Linked DNA regions of Zea mays: all the other regions are linked to region 1. Evidence: chromatin contacts called from public Hi-C data. All regions are on one chromosome and are shown on one strand. The core of a region is the stretch at or near the end of the contact, and the rest is flanking DNA. Distances in the headings are between cores, read along the strand shown.

What was found. Hi-C and Micro-C count contacts between places; a contact is called where the count stands out from the background.
Region 2: a contact with region 1 is called in a Hi-C map of leaf, with 2.5 times the contacts expected there. The contact joins two enhancer-like sites. A contact is called at or near these places in 4 of 25 Hi-C or Micro-C datasets (ear, leaf and tassel).
Region 3: a Hi-C map of ear shows a contact between it and region 1, with 2.9 times the contacts expected there. The contact joins the promoter of LOC103642312 here to the enhancer-like site in region 1. A contact is called at or near these places in 6 of 25 Hi-C or Micro-C datasets (ear, leaf and tassel).

What each region holds. Positions count from the first base shown.
Region 1 is chr10:13,678,700-13,681,486 of Zm-B73-REFERENCE-NAM-5.0, forward strand. It overlaps LOC100383196, which reads left to right. Exons shown (of 14, transcript NM_001175858.1): 13 at 318-508; 14 at 600-1,250. The coding sequence ends at 801. Among protein-coding and RNA genes, the nearest start is that of LOC100383196, 6.1 kb to the left of the region's middle. Within about 2 kb of position 1,457, at least 19 of the 20 cell types and tissues checked have an H3K27ac peak or open chromatin away from gene starts, as enhancers often do. A contact at or near this core is called in ear, leaf and tassel, where this site is marked.
Region 2 is chr10:14,023,791-14,026,577 of Zm-B73-REFERENCE-NAM-5.0, forward strand. It overlaps LOC103642312 (protein LAX PANICLE 2), which reads left to right. Exons shown (of 4, transcript XM_008665620.4): 4 at 2,656-2,787. Among protein-coding and RNA genes, the nearest start is that of LOC109943159, 62 kb to the right of the region's middle. Within about 2 kb of position 1,346, at least 9 of the 20 cell types and tissues checked have an H3K27ac peak or open chromatin away from gene starts, as enhancers often do. A contact at or near this core is called in leaf, where this site is marked.
Region 3 is chr10:13,951,117-13,953,903 of Zm-B73-REFERENCE-NAM-5.0, forward strand. LOC103642312 (protein LAX PANICLE 2) reads left to right here and starts at 1,418. Exons shown (of 4, transcript XM_008665620.4): 1 at 1,418-2,336; 2 at 2,464-2,517; 3 at 2,719-2,787. The coding sequence starts at 1,828.

The DNA of each region.
Region 1 (2,787 bases), core at 207-2,706:
AGTTTGGGTGTCAAAAAAGAAAAAAAGAACGCTTTGGGAATCCTGTGATAGTGTGATAAGGCCTTTTAATCTATAAGCAATATGCCTTTTCTATATATAGTCTAGCCTTATGTAAATGGTTATTAAGTACAGATATGTGATGACAAATGTACCATTGTCATAGTGACATGGCCTTGAGAAATCTTAGCTTTCTAATGGTAATGGTCAAATATTCTATCTAATTACTTCCATTTTCCTCCTTTTGCCCTCTTATTATATTTGAGGAACGTCGTGTTGTTTGTGGAATTTCTGAATATGACAAGGCTTTCCCATTTCAGGTCCATAAGCAAGGCAGCGCCCTCGGGAGATCGATCGATCTAACAAAGTTCGCTTGCTACGATGAGCTGATTGCCGAACTAGACCAGATGTTTGACTTCGATGGTGAGCTGAAGAGTCCTTGCAGGAACTGGTTGGTCGTCTACACTGACAACGAAGGCGACATGATGCTGGTCGGCGACGACCCCTGGAAGCAAGTGTCCTACCCACCTGAATATCCGTTCCGCCGCCTGCTGATCGAAAATGCAGTCACGATTAACCTTGGATTCCCTCTGTCTGCGCAGTGAGTTCTGTGACATGGTCCACAAGATCTTCATCTACACAAGGGAGGAAGTGGAGAGGATGAACCCAGGCGCCCTAAACGCGAGGCTCGAAGACTGCCTGTCTGACTCGCTGGGAAGAGGGCTGGCTTCCAAAGAGCCCCGGAGCGGCCCCTCGACTTCGGCTGTCGATTCTGAGAACCGCGCTAACTTGTCCAGTCAGTGAGGCAGCTTCAGCAGCAATGTCTAGCCTTGGCTGCACGGAAGAACTACTGACCCTAAGCTAATCTTGTGTGTGTTTCACTTCTTGCAGCCCTTTTGAAAGTGGTGAAGCAGACAAAAGGCCACGTGTCAGAGTGACCGGAAGAACGAGAAAGGGGTGTGTTTCAGTGGTGTGTAGTAGGTAGGTAATTTTGTGTGTATGCCTCCGGGTAAAAGCCCCGCGGTACCCAGTTTGTAGATGGTGCTTCTCCTGGTGCTAGTTTCCCGTCGTAAGCTGGATTTTTTTGGGGGGTGTGTGCCCTGCTCTGTGTGCTGACCCGCCTGGGGGTAAGTTGTAGCAGAGCAGGAGAAAGCAGGCAAGAAACCGCTGGTGCGCCTGCTTGGCCAATCCTTTTCCTTGCGGAGCGCTGTAAATAGCCTTGGATCTGAAGCGTAGTAATGTATTGTCATGGTACTCGAAGTCATGCTCCAGTTTGTGTTGGGTATGACCTGCAACTGTCGGTTCGATGGGTGCGGATGTCGAAGGGTTTGCATGGTTGAGAGGATCTGCAGCCATGGTAGTGAGCTTGATTTGCTGCTACACTGACGTGCAGGTGTGGTGGGCTGCTCTGTTCTGCTGCAGCACCAAACTCCTGTTCCGTGACAGAGGGGGAGGCCCCGCGCACGGCGCACGGGGCGTGCGTGACTGATGAGCGAGTGGCCCAGCCCGACCAGTGTTGAATGCTCCCTTCCCTCCCAGACCCAGATTTGCGGATGCAGCCGCACAAGATCCTACTCGTACGATGCCGCGCGGCGGGGGTGGGTAATGTGGATTGGAATGGATCTCCTTGTCTCGGCGCTGCCGGCCCTGCACGAGATACGGCCCCGCATAACGGCGTCCACCGAGCCCGACAGGATTTATGGCCGTGTCGCCCAGCAGCCCCGCCGGCCGGTTTAAGTTTGCCGTGTTTGCTTTCACTTTCCTAAACTTAATAGTTTGACAAACAAAAACTGACTAAAGAGCATTAAGTATTTGTATAAGCCAAGATTATCCCTATTTAATGCAGGTGGCCTATGAAAAGAACACAGACGCCAAAGTGGAGATGAATTAGGACTTTTAAAATTGCGCTAATCTAGACCACAAATAAATCTCTTAAACAAAAAATATGCAAATAACTAAACAAGAATGTGCAATTCAGGTTTTGTCTAAGTGTTGCTATCTCTATCGCTAAAAGAGTTATGTAACCAAAGTTCCAAACCTATATTCTAAACTAAGAATAATATAGATTGCAAATTAAGTAACTAATGTAAATGCGGAAGCTAAAAAGCAAAGATAGAGATTGCAAATTTCGATAGACGCACCGATATTTTTAACGAGAAATCCAGAACCGTGTAAGGTTCTGACTAATCCTCGTTGGTGCTCATGCACAAGGAAAGCCCACACGAGGGCCAAACATCCGGTCGAGTAACTCCGTAGAGAGCCGCATGCCTTCTCCACACGCAAGTGGTGCTCCGCTTCCGACCTCCTCTCGGACGCTACCTGCTGTCTTCACTATCGAGCTTTCGGCTGAAACGCCGCAGGCCTCGTTCCCTCTAGTACACGGTGGCAGCTATATCATAAACTAGGTTGGTGTGGTCTCGCAAGACTCTTGCCCCACTCAGTACACTTACAATGGTTCGCGCAAGAGCCTAGGGATTTGTGAGTTGTCTAACCTCACTCCCACAACTGGGAACAAATCTAGAGCAAGTGCATAAGCGGTCTAACTAACCTAAGCACTTCGCAAAGCACCCACGCTAATCACCGAGTGATTCTATTAAGCACTTGAGTGTTTGGAGTTATGGAAATGTGTATGACCTTGCTTGGTATGTTGCTTAGGCTCCCACACCTTCAAATGACTGGCTAGGGGTATTTATAGAGCCTCCATCCAAAACTAGCCGTTGGAGGAAAGCAGACTTTTGTGCGCCGCACCGAACCGCTTGTTTGGACCCTCCATGTCAGCTAGTCGTTGGT
Region 2 (2,787 bases), core at 96-2,595, 340 kb after region 1:
AGCGACAAAGAAAAAAGAACATACAACTTTCACTATGTAGCACTATTTTTAGCCAAGAAGCAGCTAAACCAGCCTAGCTCGGTCAATCTTTGGTTGCATATTAGTTTCCTCCACTCCATCTCATGTGCATCATGTTGTAACCTAGGTCTAGATCGCCAAACCCTTGTCCCGCCTGGGCCAAAAGCAGCCATTCATCCTATACCACCCAATCTAATCCGTCGGCTGCCAATCATTTCAGCATTTATAAAAAGAAAAAAAATTTGGTCGAGGAGGAAAATCCTAATTTATTCTTCTCTCCCTCTTGCCCATCTCTCTCACCCTCTCCACTCCCGCTCCCGTCCTCAGCGCCTTCGTCCCTTCCTCTGCCTTCCTCATCATCTTCAGTGAGACTGAGAGATCGTGGCAGAGTGTACTGGAACCACCTGTAGGGCCCATTGCCAATGTGTGTTCACCTGTGAGTGAGCATGCCGCTATCGTGCATGAGACCGGTGGTCGCGCTGCCTTTTCCATGGCTATCAATGGCTAGGTAAATCTTATTGTACCCCTTCCTTTCTCTGTGTGCTCGAATGGGCAGTTTGAGTTTTGAGGAATTGGGGGAAATAGGGCAAGGGTTCAATCTTCTCTTATTCCGCTTGTTTTCCTAATAAATGAATGTGTGTCTTTGAGGGGAGTGGGGTTGCTCGGGTTCATCCCTAAACCGAATATCGTGAACAGATAGGGTAAGGGTTCGAGCCTAAACTTGGCTTTGATGCCACGATTAGACTAATACGCCCTTGCTCCAAAATCCTAGCCCTAAATATGTGAGAACTCAGAGGTTATACTTTGTTGTTGGATGCCGATGCCAATTAGGGGTGATGAGAGTCGGCTCAACGATGGCGAGGTAGAGACGTCGACACTCTTTCCTTCACTAACTATGTAGAGATAGATCGAATCTCCAGTGTTGCGTTTGAAAGATAAGGTATGATGAACATTAGTTCTTATGCTGTCTTCAGTGGATATGGTAAAAGAGTGGGACACGGAACACTGTAGATGACACTGTTTACAGAGTGAAAGATTGAAATAGGGGATACGATAGAAAATGGAATACGAGATCTGCCGGAGATAGCCTTATGCTGGCCTGCTTCACTAATGACGACGTTCGCGTATAGGCTAGTTTTCGATCGGTGGCTGGCACTTGGCATGCCGTCGTTGAGCTAGCTTTCACGAATGGACGTGACACCTAACACACGGCCACACCTAACCAATCAGTGAGACACGAGCTCGTTTTTTTTTCCAAATGCGATGGTCCTTGCTCCCTGATGTGCACGGCTACGTGACCACGCACCACGTACGTGTAACTGCAGCTGCAGTTGCTGCATGCCCTGCCCCTGCCCCTGCCTCTCTGCATGCATGCATGCTATAGCTAGCCGTATATATATGAGGCGATCCATCCATCGGTGCGCATGGCATTGCATGGATCATACATGCATGCTGATATGATCATGCGTGCCGGCCTGCACTGGACCGCGCGTACGTATCCTTCTCGTCAATCAGAATTGATGCATGATGATGATGATTCATATATATATACACCCTGCTGGCAATCACTGCACACGATGCTTGCTATATATGGTATCATGCATGATTAGACAAGCAGATCCCCACCGACGACGACACAACAACGCACAGCGGCCAGTACTACACTACAGTGTGTGTCGTTTCGTTTTCTCGCCGACTGTACATGCGACTATGAACTCTGACCGATCGACAGGCATATGCATATATCATATCACACAGCTGTTACGTCATTGATTTGTTTCAATTATTAGATAGGAGTAGGTTTTTTTCATTAATTATGTATTCTTCTATCATATATACACACGTATATATAGCATCTATATACGGTGACATGCACGATATATACGACGCGTGTACACATACCTGGATTATTAATTAACTAATTAGGGTGTTAAAGGCCGGGAAAGAGTGCATGCGTAATGCATTTTCCTCAAACACGCGCGCATGCATGAGAAACACGTCCACGCTCTCCACTGACACTGCGTATGCAAGTAAAACTATATAATGTTGTTCAGTTTTAGGCCTTCGTTTATGCTGCTTTTTTCAGGCAACATGATATATTAGGCCAAAAACTCGAACTCAAAACCTGAATCTGCCTACAACTCAAAACCAAACGCTACTTTTGAAGAACCCCCTGCAGATCGATCCATATATGGTGGAACTGCATGCTCTGATCTCTCTGCGTGGATATATATAGAGAAATCTGGTATCTAATTTTACACTTTGAACTCGTAAATCTCTATCAAACGGACCCTAATTAATTTAGGTAGCTCTAGCTATAACCACCTTCGTGTCCATATAAAAATACGCGAAAAATAAGCTTTGCATCCTAACAACTAGCTAGCTAGCTAGGCATGTCGTGTCCTGCTCCTTCGTTTGTTTGTTTCCTGATGAATAGTGGCTTGTAATTTAACAGCCGTTGAGTCCAGATCTGCCGCGGACACTGGTTTATGTAGGCATTCAATTGCAATACATTACTATCTGGTTCATGTGTCCATGGTTGTCATATCATAATAATCTTTGCTTCAATCAGCACGTACGACAATCACACAGTCAAACCTCATCGACTGACTTTCTCTGTGATGAAATGAAATGCAGTTAGAGATTACCTGCCGAGGGCAGCGCCTCCAACCGACGATGACCCTGCAGCAGGTCCGCGACACCATTTGGCGGCCAGCAGTGCCGGCTGAGGCCGCAGCGGTTTTGCCGGCCCCCGGCTCACGGAGCACT
Region 3 (2,787 bases), core at 168-2,667, 270 kb after region 1:
GAGCTATCTACGTAAGCGGCCCAATACTCCCCAGACAGCTGCACTTTGTCCTTTTTTTGCATATCTTCTTTAGACAAATATTTGTAGTGAGAATCCAACCAGTCTAAGTCATTGTAACTTCATCTATTTTCACTTATTTTAATTCTCCAACTTGATTCCTATTTATCTGAACTTAATTCCTGCACATACGCACTTAGCAAACATGCTAGTCCACATAGTGATATGTTGGTCATTGATCACCAAAACATTTATAGAAATGGCTCAAGACACATTGTTCCTTTCAATGAGTGTTGTCCTAGTTGTATATATCTTTTTCATTTCGTAAACTAAGAGGTAGTTTTCCCTATAAGGTATGTCGCCGGACAACAAGCATGAGCACACGCAATCGAATGTCGTCACGAACACGCCGAGGTGAAGGAACACTTGAAGAAGAAAATACCCAAGAAGGAAGTTACTAATAGACTTCTTCGCTAAGTCTACAATATTAATGTTGGTTTTCACTATAATAATAAAGTCTCTCGGTTTTGAATTATAATACACACACATAGATTGTACATTCCACTTGCACAGCATATGTGACTTAGACTGGTTATCATTATCATAATATTACGATATATGTATGAATATCATATATATCAATAAATAAAGATTGGTCGATGAGCAGTCAACCTTGATCGTGTACGTGTCATGGACGGACGGACGGAGGCACGGAGCTAGCAGCTACAAGGGAAAGCAAGCAAGGAATAATATTTGTGCATGCAGGCCCCAGTGGAGGGAGAGCAGTAGAGCTAGCACCGATGGATCGGGAGGGAAGCAGCTAGCTGAGGTGACAAGGCACGACGAGTGCTGGTACGGTGCGCGCGCGTCGCAGCAGTCACGCACGCACGCTGACATCCCAACCTTAATTTCGGTTCGGCCTTGCTTAGCATTTGGAGAGCGTTTGGCGCTGACATCTATAGCTTTTCTTATTAGGGGCTTTGAACGAATTAAAGCCGACCATTTCGCTTGAAAAAACTGTCATTTCCCTGGCTTTTTCTTAAGTTTGCAGAAGCATGTAAGACTATGTTCATTAGATTAGCTAGCTTAATATATATCAGCCTACCTTATATCTAATAAATTACAATTATATCATTCACAGAACAAATCCAGTTGCAGGTGTCCAAACGAGACGAGACGCCTACGCGGGCGGGACGGGAACTAACTAATAAAGCCAGCTCAGCTGACCGTAAACTAGTCAACGTCACACACGCGAGCGAGCGCTGGTGCATGTCATGGGCCATGGGATGACCTCAGCATGCATGTATGTATAATAATAATGCCCACAACAAGCAAGCATCAAAGTTAGGCACTGTGCGCCTCCTCCTCGCGGCCCATGACAGCTTACCTTCTCTCTACTCTACTCTACTCTAGCACACACAGACACAGGCCCGGGGAGACGATGATGACTAGTAGCCAGCAGAGAATCGAAGTGCAGTAGTAGTGTAATGTAGCTAGCGTGTATACAATACAATACGTGCCTGTCGTCTACCTTATATGAAAGGCACCTCGGGCATTTCAACCTTTTCCCTTCTCTCGCTCCCTGTCGCACCTTCGTCTCTCTCTCTCTCTCTCTCCCTCCTCCTCCTCCTCCTCCTCCTCCTCCTTGCTCTCTCTATGGTGTTGGCGGCCGCGGCGCGGCGCAGCACCACGGGAGGAGAGGAGGCATGAGAGGATGGTGACGTCGCTCCGTCCGCACCGCCACACCACCCATGGGCGCCGTCCGCCGCCGCCGTCGCCAGCGTTCGCCTCAGCCAACATCAGCTGCCGCCCGTCGTCGTCCTGACGCCCATGGCACAGGACCCCTCCCGCCCGCACCGGCACAGTAGTAAGGACACCGCCGCGCAGCAGCCCGAGCCCGAGCACCAGCACGAGCACGAGCAGCAGCCGCCAGCAGAGATACTGCACCAGCTCGCGCCGCAGGCGCAACCGCAACCGCCCCACGACGTCCATGAACCAGCAGCAGCGGCCAGCAGCAGCAGCAGCAGCGACGCCGGGTCCTCGTGGCTGCAGCTCGGAATCGGGGGCCCGTCCCCGTCCTCGCCGCCGCGCCGGAAACGGCCGAGGCGCGACGACGACGACGACGACGCGGGCCCTTCGACGGCGACGTCGTCCGTGCAGCCCGCTGCCGCGCCGCCTCCTCAGCTCCCGCCGCAGCTACTGCTGTCTCTGCAGCCAGCAGGGCGCCCGTCGTCGTCCTCGTCCTCGGCGCCGGCGCCGGCGCCGGCGCGGGCAGTGGCGCCGCCGCCCCCCGCGCACGAGGCCGGCACGTGGTTCCTGCTCCGGGCGGCCCCGAACCAGTGAGTAGTAGGACGACGGACGTGTCGGCGTCCCGCCACCGACTTTGTTGTTTGTTTCTGGGCAATGTGGGTGGGTAGCTCACGCCGTTGTTGCCGCGCGCTCTCGATCGTCTTCGCGTCCGTGCAGGAGGAGGGAGGAGCCGCCGTTGCCGCACATCCCCAGGAGCTACTTGAGGGTTAGGTCAGTACCTTCCTGGCTCCCTCCCTCCATCCATCCACGTACTACCATTAATTCCCTCCGTGTGTTATTAGCTATAATTATTACATTCTGATTATACTTCCTCTCTCTGGTTAATCTATACAATGCATGCATGCATGGTGTTTGATCATGCATTCATGCGTGCCACGCACATTGATGCTGCCGGCGGCCGGCGGGCAACAGAGACGGGAGGATGATGACAGTTAGAGTAGTGATGAGGTACCTGGTTAACAAGCTGGGCCTTGACGATGA